Regions from separate parts of the Mus musculus genome. Here all the other regions are linked to region 3. A link is a contact called in public ChIA-PET, Hi-C and HiChIP or PLAC-seq data. All regions are on one chromosome and are shown on one strand. Each heading gives the region's core, a stretch centred on a gene start, on an enhancer-like site or on the middle of the called end of the contact. The rest is flanking DNA. Distances are from core to core; before and after follow the strand shown. Region 1 has its middle 17 kb from the start of Gm51701. Region 2 holds the start of Ccr1l1 (chemokine (C-C motif) receptor 1-like 1). Region 3 holds the start of Cxcr6 (chemokine (C-X-C motif) receptor 6). Region 4 has its middle 17 kb from the start of Ccr3. Region 5 overlaps Slc6a20a (solute carrier family 6 (neurotransmitter transporter), member 20A).

Region 1 (2,700 bases), core at 13-2,512, 140 kb after region 3:
AGCCCCGAGCTTGGTGCAAAATGACACTCCCTTTGTCATCAGGGCTTCCTCTTCTCTACCTGGGAGATTCCAGACCCCACATTGACTACCTGAGGAATGTCATGTAATCCTTCACCTGAGACTTCTGGAATGACTCTCCATGTTAACTGAGTCATCTCAGTAGCCTTAGCCTTCAGCCAATGAAATTTGCCCACTTTGGACATTCTCATCCCCTTTCCCTAAAACTATATAACCTTTGGTTCACCCTGAATAAAGTGTAAGTGTATAAGCCCACCCTGAATGAAGGTATATGCACAAGCTAAAATTGTCTCAGAGAGCTGTTTCATTGAAGATCCTCAGAGAAGCCCCCCTACCCTCCACTGATTCCCAGCTGGACTAAGATCCTGCCAATTCCAGACTCCACTTCATCCTTCCAGCCTTGTGTGCAGCAGCATCTGGATACCCTGAGAGGAAGAAAGCAGAGGAAGTGAAGCACAAAGTAAGGTCAAAGTTTATCATGACTGGATGGCTTATCTGAGCTTGGTGAAAAATGGAGAACTTCCTTTACCAGTAGGGCTTCCCCTTCCCTGACTTTGTCTGGGTATCCCCACAGCCTCTACCTTGGGAAGATGAAGTAGTCCCTGGCAGACTTACAAACTCCCCAGCTCCCATAAAAACTTGCCAAGCACATACCTGGGTTTCCTGGAATGCCTCTCCATACAAATGAGGCATTCACAGAACTTTAAACTCTAGCCAGTGATTTTCATTTACCCTAAAAAACTGCCTTCCCACTCTCCAAAGTCCATATATACCCCCTGGTTCACCTCAAATAAGGTGCATGTGTACAAATCTGCCCCGCGTAAAGGTATGCACACAAGCTAAGAGTTGTTTAATTGAAGATTGTCAGAGAAGGCCTTTGTCTAAAAGGCCTGTAACTTTTAAGATCCTAGAACAGCCTCACCCTGTGTCCCACCCCGTCACTCCCAACCAGACTGGGATCCTGTAGAACTCCATCCTTCATTGAAGATCCTCAGAGAAGCTCCCTACCCCCGACTGATGCCCAGCTGGACTAAGATCCTGCCAATTCCAGACTCCACTTCATCCTTCCAGCCTAGTTTGCAGCAGAATATGAACACCCTGAGAGGGAGGAAGTGGAGGATACAAAACCACAGCTGGACCCTGAAACACATACCACTGATGGCAAAGTGCCACACTCTTCAGAATCTGTTCCCTCAGTTTCCTGTCTACATTTTCCATCCTACTTGCTATCTACAGTGTCTGGGGAAAGCAGTTGATGATGCTAGTAATAGTCTAGTTCTGCTTTTGACTGCACTCTGCAAAGCAAGGCATGACGCCTTTTTGGTTCTTGGTTTGGGCTTCTGAAAGAGTGTTGACTTCTTATCCCTCCTCTCCCTTCTCCCCTTCTTTCTCTTTCTTTCATTAAATGTTTTCTTTTGTTGGAGACAAGAGCTCAAGTACAAGTCGCTCAGCTGAGCTTGAGCTAACTATGTAGTTGGGATGATCTGCCTGCCTTTACCTCTGGAGTCCTTTATGACTGACCCTGCCTCCTTAGTATGGCGATTACAGGCCTGTAATACCAAATTTAGTATTTTTTAAAAAAGAATTATATTGTCTTCCATGGTGTTTTTAAATCTTCATTTTTTCAAAGTTTGTTTTATATTAAAGTTTATTTCATGGTAAAATATAAATTGTTAGTTAGTGACAGTCTCTGCTGCTTCTGTGCGTGTGTGTGTGTGGTTTTTTTTTTTTTTTTTGAATCTTGCTCTCCGCTTTGTGTTATTCTTCAAGCATCTGCTGCCAACCTGCCTCTTGCTCTTGGTTGGAGGTTCTGGAACTGTCTATCTTTAGGCATGTTTCCTTGGCTCAGGTCACTCTTGCCTCATAGTCACTTGTGATTTGAAATGAGAAAGGGGATGTTGTTGCCATCCTCTGTGGTTTGCAGAAGCTTACTGAAAATGTTTGCAGTTTTTCTGTTACTGGAAGTAAGTGTTTTACTATAGCCTAGGTATCAAGAAGAGTCTCCAGTAAGGGGATTCTGAGCCCATGAGAAAAGATCCCAAAGCTTGGCTAGTGTGGGTCTCACATATGGCAAAGCATTTCTCATGCTCGAGTGCTTGAGACTACCTGTCCAGAGATGTTGCCAAAGCATACTTGGAACATTCTAGAACCACCTACCTCCTGCCTTTCTGAGCAAGATGGTCCTTAGGACAGCAGTCCTCCATCTTATCTTCTGAAGATCAGTGCCTTGCCTGATCCCAGGTGATTCCTTCTGGTATCTGAATGGTGGTAATTTTCCACAGACCCAGGACACAGACTCATACCTTAATCACTGCTTTTATCTCATTATCATGTGCTAGGGTAAATTTAAAACAGTAAAATTTCCAGTGTACAAATGGAAAGAAAGGCATCTTCCCTTTTCCTTTCTTGGAACATTCCCCTGGGAAGTCAGGAATTCTTCTGTTAGCCCACTGACTTGTCCTTAAATATTCGTAAAAGCTAAGAGGCTTTTTTTGCCATCTGGTATGCTTTCAGGGTTTGGGAGTCATTATCTTTGAAAGGTAAACCCATAAGGAGGTAGGTCCGAATCACCCTGTGACCATGGGAATTTAGCCTAGGTCTCTTGTTCCCGGCTGTCAAAGATGGAAATGATGCTGTGCTGGCTCTGAGCACAGAGGCAAGCATCATGCCTCTGTATTCTTG
Region 2 (2,700 bases), core at 66-2,565, 180 kb after region 3:
GAGGCACATTTAAATGATTAAAAATTTCAAGTTGGAAGTTTGGCTGTAAGCAGCTGTGCAGTTCCAGCTGAGACTCAGACTCCCTCCATACAGTCTTCTCACCTTGCCCTATTCAGATAATCTTCACTTGGGGTAGTCATATGGCTTTTTCCCTCAACAGCCGGTATACATGAGGAAGCTTGAACAGACACTGTGAGCAAACAATCACTTGGAAGGAAATTCTCTAGGTGGATATAAGTAACAGAAAAGTATAAGTATGTAAACCTGTAGGAATAACAACCTATGGACTGTGACTCCTTTGGAGGTCAAATGACCCCTTCCACAGAGATCCCACATCAGATATCCTGCATATCAGATATTTACATCACAATTCATAACAGTAGAAAAATTACAGTTATTAAGTAACAATGAAAATAATTTTATGGTTGGGGGTCACGACAACATGAACTGTAATAAAGGATTGAAGCATTAGAAAGGACGAGAACCACTGCATTAGAGCATTTTAAAAACTATCAAGACAGGAAAAAAAGTTAGGTAGTGGTATTGAATGGGTGAAATAGGCTGGGATCATGCACAGAATGGAAGAGAGGGAATTAGATTGGCATAAAAGGCTGAGGAAGAAACCATAAATTCGCTGTATTTATTATCTGTGATCCCTTTCGTTACCTGTTTGCCTGTCTGGCCTCTAGTCCCTCAGAGTAACTTTGGGCAGGGTGCAGGCTGAGATCTACAATGACTTACCTAACAAAGAAAATAGATGAATAGGCATTGCTTATTACAGGTTTCTTTCTACTTTAATAGACACCCCTCCACTGTACACATATGTACACTATGCTGTATCTGCCCTGGCTGTGCCCACTGCAAAGCAGTGTTGAGTCTAGGACCAGTTCCTCCTTTTAAGTCTCTAGTTATAGCAAGATACACAAAGCAAACACAGGGGGGCAGAATCAGAGAGCTTATGAATATAGGAAGAGCACAGTACTGGCTCTCAGCTTTCAGTCTTTCTTTCCTGCGTTGTATGATGGCTCCCACTTGCAAAGGGCACAGAATAGAAGCATAGAGCAGCAAAGGTTTGAGCTTGTGGCTACTTATCAGAACAACACATTGTAGCCTGATTCTAGTGAGCAGCAGGGAGGAAAGAAGAGTCTGATAAAATGGTCCTTTGTACCCCAAGCTCAAGATTCAGACAGTCTAGTGTACGTACCTGAAAATTATCTGTGATATACCTGGATCCTGCTGTAGCTGGTGTCTGCTTCCCTTTATCTCAAGTATGTCACGTCTCTGAAGTGTGTGTGTCCTCCAGACATGAGCAATATGAATCAGACAAAGCCAGGAGCTAGTGTTAATCCAGGTGACGTTGTGGTTCAACAGTGTCATTGTCACCTGGGGGCTAGCTGGACATATGGGCTGCTGGGTCCAACCCCTCTCATGGGGAGGAGCTGTCTTAAGAATCTCACTAAGTGACCCTAAAAATTCCACCAGAGAACTCCTAAACCTGATAAACAGCTTCGGTGAAGTAGATGGATATAAAATTAACTCAAACAAGTCAATGGCCTTTCTCTACACAAAGAATAAACAGGCTGAGAAAGAAATTAGGGAAACAACACCCTGCTCAATAGTCACAAATAATATAAAATATCTCGGTGTGACTCTAACTAAGGAAGTGAAAGATCTGTATGACAAGAACTTCAAGTCCTTTAAGAAAGAAATTAAAGAAGATCTCAGAAGATGGAAAGATCTCCCATGCTCATGGATTGGCAGGATCAACATTGTAAAAATGGCTATCTTGCCAAAAGCAATCTACAGATTCAATGCAATCCCCATCAAAATTCCAACTCAATTCTTCAACGAATTAGAAGGAGCAATTTGCAAATTCATCTGGAATAACAAAAAACCTAGGATGGCAAAAACTCTTCTCAAGGATAAAAGAACCTCTGGTGGAATCACCATGCCTGACCTAAAGCTTTACTACAGAGCAATTGTGATAAAAACTGCATGGTACTGGTATAGAGACAGACAAGTAGACCAATGGAATAGAATTGAAGACCCAGAAATGAACCCACACACCTATGGTCACTTGATCTTTGACAAGGGAGCTAAAACCATCCAGTGGAAGAAAGACAGCATTTTCAACAAATGGTGCTGGCACAACTGGTTGTTATCATGTAGAAGATTGCGAATTGATCCATTCCTATCTCCTTGTACTAAGGTCAAATCTAAGTGGATCAAGGAACTTCACATAAAACCAGAGACACTGAAACTTATAGAGGAGAAAGTGGGGAAAAGCCTCGAAGATATGGGCACAGGGGAAAAATTCCTGAACAGAACAGCAATGGCTTGTGCTGTAAGATCGAGAATCGATAAATGGGACCTAATGAAACTCCAAAGTTTCTGCAAGGCAAAAGACACCGTCAATAAGACAAAAAGGCCACCAACAGATTGGGAAAGGATCTTTACCTATCCTAAATCAGATAGGGGACTAATATCCAACATATATAAAGAACTCAAGAAGGTGGACTCCAGAAAACCAAATAACCCCATTAAAAAATGGGGCTCAGAACTGAACAGAGAATTCTCACCTGAGGAATACCGAATGGCTGAGAAGCACCTGAAAAAATGTTCAACATCCTTAATCATCAGGGAAATGCAAATCAAAACAACCCTGAGATTCCACCTCACACCAGTCAGAATGGCTAAGAT
Region 3 (2,700 bases), core at 64-2,563:
GTGCACGTGCCTTAGAAGTTCATGCACAATCTCAGAGCAGTGAGATGGGCCTCTCTGTTCTTGAGGAAGACAAATAATTTTGAGAAGAGTACAGCAATGCTTGACAAATCTCAGGCCATTCTAGTACTATCCTATAAATGTAGTAAAACTGAAGGCTGTCTTGTCCTAAAAGGTATCTTTAAAATAGTTTTAGACTTATTTTATGTGTTTTGCTCATAGATATGAACTGAAGTTATGCATGGTTGTATGCTGCCATCTGGGTGCTGGTAATCGAATCTGTGTCTTTTGCAAGAACAGGAAGTGCTCTTAACTGCTGAGCCATCTTTCTAGCACCCAAAAGATTCTTTTAAAAGGAGAGGTGTTTCAACTATCTCCCGCTCAGTATTTGATGCAGCCTATGCATCTGTTCATTTGTTCATTGTTCACTGCATCCATGGGTAGGTGAGCAAAACCCAACAGTTGTAAATGGAAGCCTCCATATAATACCTTTCTTACAATAAAATCAAATACTAGTTTCTAGATTCTGGTCCTACTCCAAGTTCCTGACTTCCAGGCTAATTTTCCTGGAAGTCAGCAATGCTAGCTCACGGAAAGTAAAAACCAGACTGCATTAAGATCATAGTGTCTATCAAATAGAGGAAAGTCCAGGAGGCTAACCTCAGGCAGTTCTAGCAAAGCCAAGCACGGTAGGTGGGCACTGCCTGCCAGAGGCCTGTGGGGGCAGAGTGTAGGGCTATACCAGGTCCTCCAGCACAACCAACCACCTAGAAGCAACCTGTTCCATTGGTCTGTGAATGATCAGAAGCCTGAGCTTGTAGCTCTGAATTCACCAGTTATTTTGGCTCTGTTTCCTACATTCTCATCTGTAAATGGAGATAATACCTGGCCCTCAGCAATGTTTCAAGACATCTGTGGTAAATACTGGATCTACATTCATACAGAGCCTAATCCATAGCATGGGCTTTGTGTTGGCCCAGAACCAAAATGTTCCAAAGACATGTGTGACCAGTAAACAAAGTGATTTTCACAAACAAAGTCCACCATCGTCAGTGGACTGACAAAAGTCAAGTCTACTTTCTGCTCCCCTTTAGGAGAGCATTAATGGAAATCCTATTCGTTTTTAACAGCAGGAAATGTGCTAAGCCAAGAAAAAGGGAGTATGAAGCATCAGAATCATGCTTCATCTTTGACTCTCAAATTAAGTGGGCAGGTTTGTCAAGCTTGTCATGTGGATTCTGCCTATGGGATAGAGACGGGGGCAGGTCTCTAGCTGAAGGCTCTTAAGTATTTGACGGAAACACAGACCACATCACAGAGAACCAGAGGCAGACCTTTAGTGAGCACACTTCACTCTGGAACAAAGCTACTGGGCTTCTCTTCTGGTGAGTCATTTGCTTTCTTTTGCTGCATCTCTCATTCCTGTCTGCAGCAGGACCTGTGTATACGGTGCGAGCTACTGAATTCAGCTAGCCATGGCTCCCATCCCTCACTGCCATGGTTGCTGCAAGGGTTGGAGAAATGTGAGAACTGCTTCATTGGTTCTGGAATATAGCAAGTGGTTATAAAAGGATGGGAAAGGTAGTAACGGTATAATCAGACCCACCTAGGAATCCAGAGCAGTCTAGTCACTGGTCTTCTATTTTTAATCAATCTTTTTCTATTTTGTATCTTAAAAAAGTTCTTTTGTATCTTAAAAAACAAGCTATAATCCACAATAACTATCTACTTTTTTCAATATAAATCAACACACAACTGTAGACATTATAGACTACAAATAAGTAAATAAACAAAACAGATGAAATAAGTAATTTATAATTTTGCCAAAGGCCAATGCTGACAGAATTTGGTCCTTTAAGACTAGAGTAAAAAAAAAATTACAAATGTTATTAAAGGGTCTTTAAACAAGAGCCTATAGAATATGTGGTTCATGAAGCCTTAGAATTATAGCTGTATGGACTTTATTTCTCAGAGAAGGTCTACAGCTTCAATGAGATTCTCAAAGAGGTTTGTGACCACAAAAGGTTAAGTGTCAGGTGTGGCAGCAATCCCAGACCTTTGGAGGTGGAAGCAGGAAGATCAGAAGTATCATCTATTTGTTATAACAGTAATAGCCCATGGTGGGTTTGTGTGTGTGTGTGTGTTTCTCATATTTTTTTCTGTTTTCAGCAATTTAAATATACTGAAACTTCCAAAATAATTAGAAGTACTTCTTAAATATTTGGGTTACATTTTATGCTTTACATACAATTATAATTTGCTATTGGGCTTTTTAAAAAAAACATATCAAAAGTTTCATTACTGTTTCATTTTCCTTAATCAATATTTCAATTATAAAGAAATGTTAACTTTTTTTTATAAGAGACAGTGATTTTGTGTGCTTATGGTTGTAAAGCAAGCATTCTACTGACAGTCATCTCCCCAATCTAGTGAATTTCAATATTCTATTTGTATAGTCTAGTCCCTATCTACTAACATAACAGTGAATACGGATTTGTACATTTTCTGAAGAGCCATGCTAAGGTTGGATTCAGAAAAGAATAGGACAACAAAAAAGCAAATACAAGTGAGGTAACAACAGAGAACTGGAGGTAACTCTTGGGAAAGCAAAGGTGTTTCATATTTTAAAGGGTGAAAAAGAAATCATCCCCATGTGAGTCAATATGATACACACAAATACCTGACACTCCTTTAGCACCTCAG
Region 4 (2,700 bases), core at 29-2,528, 230 kb after region 3:
GCCCAGTCGTTGACCCCAGCTGTCTGCTGTGGTTGCAGAAGAGACTTGGCAGCTTGCCCAGATGGACTCCTCCTTCCCTTTTGAGAGCACAGCTCTTTAGCCGCTCTGACCAGGCCAGAGTCCCATAAATCTTCACATAGTGTCCAGTACACAGACAGATCAGCAACTGCTCCATTTTTTTGTTTTTTGTTTTTGTAAGGTAAGTCAGTTCATAATAAACAACTGGATGTTATGGTAATCTGGTAGCTCATACATAGTCAAACAGTTTCCCTGGAGTATAGTAACAACCCAAGAATTCTTTCTTGTAGAAGGGAGCAGAGCATTATTCCACCTGGAGGCATGCAATGGAATCTGAAGCTAGGATCTGGTATTGGACCCACGTCTTAACTATTGTGCAATATTGTCATTTTTAGAAGCATGTCCACTGGGAGATAAGAAAAAAAATTAGTGGTCATAAAATTAGGTGGTTTAAAATATTTGACTAAGAGGCTTAAAAATATTAAAAATAGTTTTGGCAAGAATGTTATCACAAAGCAATAGGAGGAGCAATTCAGAGGAAGTTTCCGGAAGTAGTCAAGGGTCTTTATAATGAACAGGCTCCAGATGCCTAGCAAGATAAATGAACATAGAGAAGGCTCCCTCAGAACTGATAAAAGTTGTTAAAAAAAAAAGGACAAAAATTAGGAGACATAAACAGAGGCATATTGTTGGATTTTCAACAGCACTTTGGATAGTAAAGGATGGTGTCCAGTCTGTGTTTCTGTTAGAGCCAAATTATTAGAAATTTTATGGACAGAATGTGGACAAATTTAGAAACGTAAGGATTTAAAATTTTACCTTTAGTTTACATTTTCTCCAGATGAGACAAAATACACACTTCAGCAGAACAGGGTTCTTTTTTGTTGTTGTTACTGTTGTTATTATTTTGTTTTTCCACACAGAAGCATGGCAAAGGGGCATCTAAGATCTCTGAGCAACCAGCCAGAGAAAACAAGAAACTGGGAATTTTGAGTATTTTGAAAGGTTATTATTTGGTCCATGACAGATTAAACTGAAGAAATTTAGAAAATCTGCAGCAAATATGAAAGTAGAAGCTAATTAAATGTGGGAAAAAGTTCACCATTAATGAACATGAAACAGTAAGTCAAAGGAGCTTGATATTTATGTAATTGCAATAGCGTGAACTAAACGTAGTGATTAACCAGAAACCGTCAAATAACAGTATTGAGAGGATGTGGGGAAGGGTAGGAAGTGTGATGAGTTTAACGCTAAGCTCGTAACTGGCAGGAAGTCAGTAAGTACTGGTTAAAATGAACTTCACTATCACCACATTTGGCAAGCACCATCTTATTCTAGAATAATCATTCTCCTATCTATGCATACAAAATTTTATATATAAATAAAACATAGGATTTATATTTTTCATAATTATTAAAGTCTTCTTTTAATTCTGTAAAGAATGTAGATTTATTATATGGCTTCACCTAAGTTGTTTAAATTTTTTATTTATTTCTTTGGTAATTGAAGACATAAACACATCCAGCAGCAATAAGTAAATATAAAACAATATTTTTCCTTGTGGCTTTATAAAATACTCTCAGTGTTCTTTGTCTCTCCTCCTTCTCTATTGACCTCCCTTTCTACTCGCAAGATGGATCCCTCTCTTCTTTATTTCATTTCCTACCTAATGTCATCTATATTTTTAAATTTCACTTCAACCCTTCTCTCTCTTCGCGTGTGCGTGTGCGTGTGTGTAATATAAATTAAGTCACATGGGCTTAAGAAATGAGCAACAATCATTTCTTGTTGCTCAGGGTACTCCAGGTAACCCAACTGACTTCCAAATCAAAATAGATCAGTGATAAATGTTTGCCTTGGTTGCCTTGCCTCTCAGTAATGCCGCTATTGTTTAAGACACTGCACACTTAAGACCAGTGGTGGCGCTCGCCTTTAATCCCAGCACCTGGGAGGCAGAGGCAGGTGGATTTCTGAGTTCGAGACCAGCTTGGTCTACAGAGTGAGTTCCAGGACAGCCAGGGCTACACAGAGAAACCCTGTCTCGAGGAAAAAAAAAAAAAAAGACCCTCAGTTCAAATGACTCAAGCTGGATTAGACCTGCAAACCTTTGGGGTTTCCTGAGGTCTAACTTCCATGGTTCCAGATAAAAGCAGTGGACAGAGAGGAGAGTGACTGCCTACAGGAGTGGGCAGGTGGAGAACAGTTGTCTTTTTTTTTCCTCTAATGTCTTTCTTTTCTTTCCTTCCTTCCTTCCTTCCTTCCTTCCTTCCTTCCTTCCTTCCTTCCTTCCTTCCTTCCTTCCTTCCTTCCTTCCTCTCTCTCTCTTTCTCTCTCTCTCCCTCCCTCTCTCTCTCTTTCTTTCAGATATTTTCTTTATTTACTTTCAAATATTATCCCCTTTCCAGGTCCCCTCCCCCTGAAACCTCTTATCCCTTCTCCCCTCCCTGTTTCTCTGAGGGTGTTCCCCCACCCACCCACCCCCTCCCACCTCCCTGCCCTCGAATCTCCCTAGACTGGGGCATCAAACCTTCACAGGACCAAGGGCCTCTCCTCCCACTGATGCTGGACAAGACCATTCTCTGCTACATATACAGCTGGAGCCATGGGTCCCTCCATGTGTACTTCTTGGTTGGTTGTTTAGTCCATGGGAGCTGGGGGTGGGGGCAGCTGGTTCATTGATAT
Region 5 (2,700 bases), core at 87-2,586, 150 kb before region 3:
GGCTAGAGAGGTCTTGGTTACACTTGAGATGGGGAATGGGACCAAAGGCACTGGCATTATTTGCTGAACACATTTTTCTGCTCAATGCAAGGGCCACCTTAAACTGCCTATTCCCTGCAAGGCAGGTAACTTTATGGCCCCCCAGTTTCTGCTGCTGGTAGAAGGCAGCCATTGGCAATTGAGAAAGGATAACTGAACCTCACATTGTAGCTCCCAACAGTGGTTGGTGTTTTTTGTCTACCCCTTGACTTCTGGGAACCTAGCCCTTCCCAGTCACCCTTTCAGCTCAGAGCTCTGGAGCCTTGCCTTCCCACTTGAGACCCAAGGCTCTGAGGGACAGCTTAGACTCACTTGTTTAAGCAGTTTTCATAGTTGAAGGTGGCCTTGAAGCCATAGATGGAGAAGGTGACAATGCTGGCAAATATGGAGGTGGAGCTGTTGATGATGGACACAATAATGGCATGCTTCTGGCAGTTGTTGGAGGGTTCATTGTAGCTGGCAAAAGCGATCAGGCTGCCAAAACCCAAGCCCAGTGAGAAGAAGATCTGCGTGGCTGCATTGATCCAGGCCTTGGGGTTGGCTAGCTGTTCCATCTAGAAGGCCAGTAGGGATAGGGCTGAGGAATCCTGGGCTCTATTCCCAGACTCTCCCTCACAGAAGAGGGAGGCTCAGAGATGGAGAAGATATTATTTCTAACACACAGGCAGTCAGGATGGCCTGAGGCTAGAGTCCAGTCTTCCCAGACAATCTCCAGTGTATTTCTCTGGCAGGTAAACTACTCAACAATCTTCCTGTTATACCCACTATGACATCCTGCCCATGGAGAGTGAGATTAAATACTGTTCGGTCTAATGCCAAACACATGGAATCTCTGATTCACCAGTCAGGCACTACACTTGTCCATGCACAGAAATTTAGGTGTTGTGACCTGGATGTGGAGTCCAGTCTGAGGTGACTCCAGCACTAACACTTAAGGCATGTGGAACAAGGGTGTGCATTTTGAAAGCTGCTACCTGCTTCCTGCCATCACATTTGTTAAGCAAAGAATGAGCCTTACTTCACATGCAATAGCATTCCAACTCAAGAATTCTGGCTAGGCTGATTGGAAAGAAAGAGTTAAAGTGGGATCATGGCAACCTAGAAGGAAAGGGTCTAAGGAAATATGGGAACAGGTAAGGGAAATAACTGGAGTGATTCCCACAGTCCCTAGCTCAGTGGAGAGTATGGATAGGGCTGTGGGTGAGACCTGGAACAGGGAGACCAGAATGAAGGCATAGGCACTAGTCATGAGGGGTAATGAGTGCAGCAGGAGGAGATGGACAGAGGATTTAATTTCCGGAACGCATAGCTGAGGAGGAAGTCTGGGCCCCCAGGATAGCCATAGATTTTGGCCCAGCCTTGGGCTCACACCAGCCCTGCTGATTACATATCTTATCCCCTTCTCTTTCCTCCCAGGTGTTCCCAGAAAGGAACAGTCCCCAGAAAGGAAGAGTCCCCAGAAAGGAAGAGTCCCCTTCCCTTGAAGCTCCTACCTTAGGTGTGAACATGTACATCAGGCCATTGGTGGCTCCATGGAGTGTAAGGCCACGGACCAAGTAGATAATAAGAACACAGTAAGGCATCGATGCGGTGAAGTAGACCACCTGTGGGCATCCAGAGATAGGGTGAAACTGCTGGAACAATAGGAATGGCAGGGCAGACAACCATCCCCACAAACACCTTATTTCTTTGGTGGTTAAGCTGCACCCACAGCTGCTGAGAGCTGCAGGTGCCAGGATCCTGATTAGGATAAGGGTCTAAGTGTGGTTAGGAGAAAGGAAGTGAGGTGACCACATCTGTTGCCACCATGATATTTCTTCTTCAGTGGACTAGAGGCAACAAACAGGTACTCAGGCTTATTCTTTCCACATTCCTTCCACTGCTCTGTCTCTTAAAAAAGGGGTTGAAAGAGCCTGCACAACATGTATGAGTCTCTCTTTTCAGTATTTGAGCCAAATTTGGCTCTAGAATTTCTGGGATCCTAAGAAAAACAGGAAAACTAGCCACTTACAAGATCTATGTTGTCCCTAAGAGGGAAATTATTTCAGTAGCTTGGTGCAAAGCCAGCTTTCCAGGATAGGATCTGAGAGAGACCTGGTCAGGCATGCCCATAGGTGGGAGCAGAGATTGGAACAAAGTGCCCACAAAAACTGTAATAAATAGTACTGATGGGATGTGGCAGCATCTCTCATAAGATGTCTCATTATTTGGTTAAGCCAATCTTCTCTCCTTACTAACATGCATCATAATGTAAGAATGTGTGCTTGGTTGCTTTGCCAGGGTCATCTCAGACTTGGGGTCACCTGACTTTTGAAAAGCCTCAAAGAAAGAACTTTCAGGTACATGTCTACCTGCCCTGAGTGGGAAATTTTGTTCTTTTAGGTTGAATTCACCAAAACAGTTGGTGACCTATGTCTTGATGTTCTTGAATTATGCTCGGTCTTCCATTTCCTCCTTGGCACGACACCATATTTCAAGAATTTCTAAGACTGTCAGAGGAATACCAGGGAGAATGTAGGGTATGTTTACCATGGCTTCTTACACATTTAGGGGACTAATAAACATACTAAAGTACTTAATACATCAAGCCAGATAGAGATGCAAATGGAAAGGGTCCTCTGGCCTTAGGTGAAACAAATCAAAGGTGTGGGGGAGGGCTGG

Evidence for each region. Hi-C and Micro-C count contacts between places; a contact is called where the count stands out from the background. ChIA-PET counts read pairs in DNA pulled down with a chosen protein or histone mark. HiChIP or PLAC-seq counts read pairs in DNA pulled down with a chosen protein or histone mark.
Region 1: a contact with region 3 is called in a Hi-C map of CD8 T cells, with 2.2 times the contacts expected there. The contact joins the enhancer-like site here to the promoter of Cxcr6 in region 3. A contact is called at or near these places in 1 of 39 promoter capture datasets (pre-B cells), 1 of 15 datasets of contacts at CTCF or cohesin (CD8 T cells), 2 of 484 Hi-C or Micro-C datasets (both in CD8 T cells) and 2 of 115 datasets of contacts at active chromatin or transcription factors (both in CD8 T cells).
Region 2: a Hi-C map of group 2 innate lymphoid cells shows a contact between it and region 3, with 4 times the contacts expected there. The contact joins the promoter of Ccr1l1 here to the promoter of Cxcr6 in region 3. A contact is called at or near these places in 3 of 39 promoter capture datasets (liver, macrophages and pre-B cells), 1 of 484 Hi-C or Micro-C datasets (group 2 innate lymphoid cells) and 1 of 115 datasets of contacts at active chromatin or transcription factors (microglia).
Region 4: an RNA polymerase II ChIA-PET map of effector CD8 T cells shows a contact between it and region 3, with 69 read pairs. The contact joins the enhancer-like site here to the promoter of Cxcr6 in region 3. A contact is called at or near these places in 2 of 484 Hi-C or Micro-C datasets (effector CD8 T cells and natural killer cells), 2 of 115 datasets of contacts at active chromatin or transcription factors (CD8 T cells and effector CD8 T cells) and 1 of 9 other capture datasets (adipose tissue).
Region 5: an H3K27ac HiChIP or PLAC-seq map of T-cell acute lymphoblastic leukemia shows a contact between it and region 3, with 4 times the contacts expected there. The contact joins the enhancer-like site here to the promoter of Cxcr6 in region 3. A contact is called at or near these places in 12 of 39 promoter capture datasets (the 3T3-L1 cell line, the C10 cell line, the HPC-7 cell line and 8 more), 3 of 15 datasets of contacts at CTCF or cohesin (CD8 T cells, large pre-B cells and pro-B cells), 72 of 484 Hi-C or Micro-C datasets (the 63-12 cell line, the AML12 cell line, B cells and 45 more), 6 of 115 datasets of contacts at active chromatin or transcription factors (CD4 T cells, the HPC-7 cell line, T-cell acute lymphoblastic leukemia and 3 more) and 5 of 9 other capture datasets (adipose tissue, embryonic stem cells, liver and 2 more).

What each region holds. Positions count from the first base shown.
Region 1 is chr9:123,940,314-123,943,013 of GRCm38.p6, forward strand. No RefSeq gene overlaps it. Among named protein-coding and RNA genes, the nearest start is that of Gm51701, 17 kb to the left of the region's middle. Within about 2 kb of position 1,263, at least 117 of the 459 cell types and tissues checked have an H3K27ac peak or open chromatin away from gene starts, as enhancers often do. A contact at or near this core is called in CD8 T cells, where this site is marked.
Region 2 is chr9:123,985,400-123,988,099 of GRCm38.p6, forward strand. It overlaps Ccr1l1 (chemokine (C-C motif) receptor 1-like 1), which reads right to left and starts at 1,316. Exons shown (of 2, transcript NM_007718.4): 1 at 1,205-1,316.
Region 3 is chr9:123,805,164-123,807,863 of GRCm38.p6, forward strand. It overlaps Cxcr6 (chemokine (C-X-C motif) receptor 6), which reads left to right and starts at 1,314. Exons shown (of 2, transcript NM_030712.4): 1 at 1,314-1,382. All of the region lies in intron 14 of Fyco1 (FYVE and coiled-coil domain containing 1), which reads right to left.
Region 4 is chr9:124,037,908-124,040,607 of GRCm38.p6, forward strand. No RefSeq gene overlaps it. Among named protein-coding and RNA genes, the nearest start is that of Ccr3, 17 kb to the left of the region's middle. Within about 2 kb of position 1,279, at least 34 of the 459 cell types and tissues checked have an H3K27ac peak or open chromatin away from gene starts, as enhancers often do. A contact at or near this core is called in CD8 T cells and effector CD8 T cells, where this site is marked.
Region 5 is chr9:123,655,870-123,658,569 of GRCm38.p6, forward strand. Slc6a20a (solute carrier family 6 (neurotransmitter transporter), member 20A) reads right to left here. Exons shown (of 11, transcript NM_139142.2): 5 at 1,533-1,643; 6 at 352-593. Among named protein-coding and RNA genes, the nearest start is that of Slc6a20a, 22 kb to the right of the region's middle. Within about 2 kb of position 1,337, at least 15 of the 459 cell types and tissues checked have an H3K27ac peak or open chromatin away from gene starts, as enhancers often do. A contact at or near this core is called in the G1E-ER4 cell line and T-cell acute lymphoblastic leukemia, where this site is marked.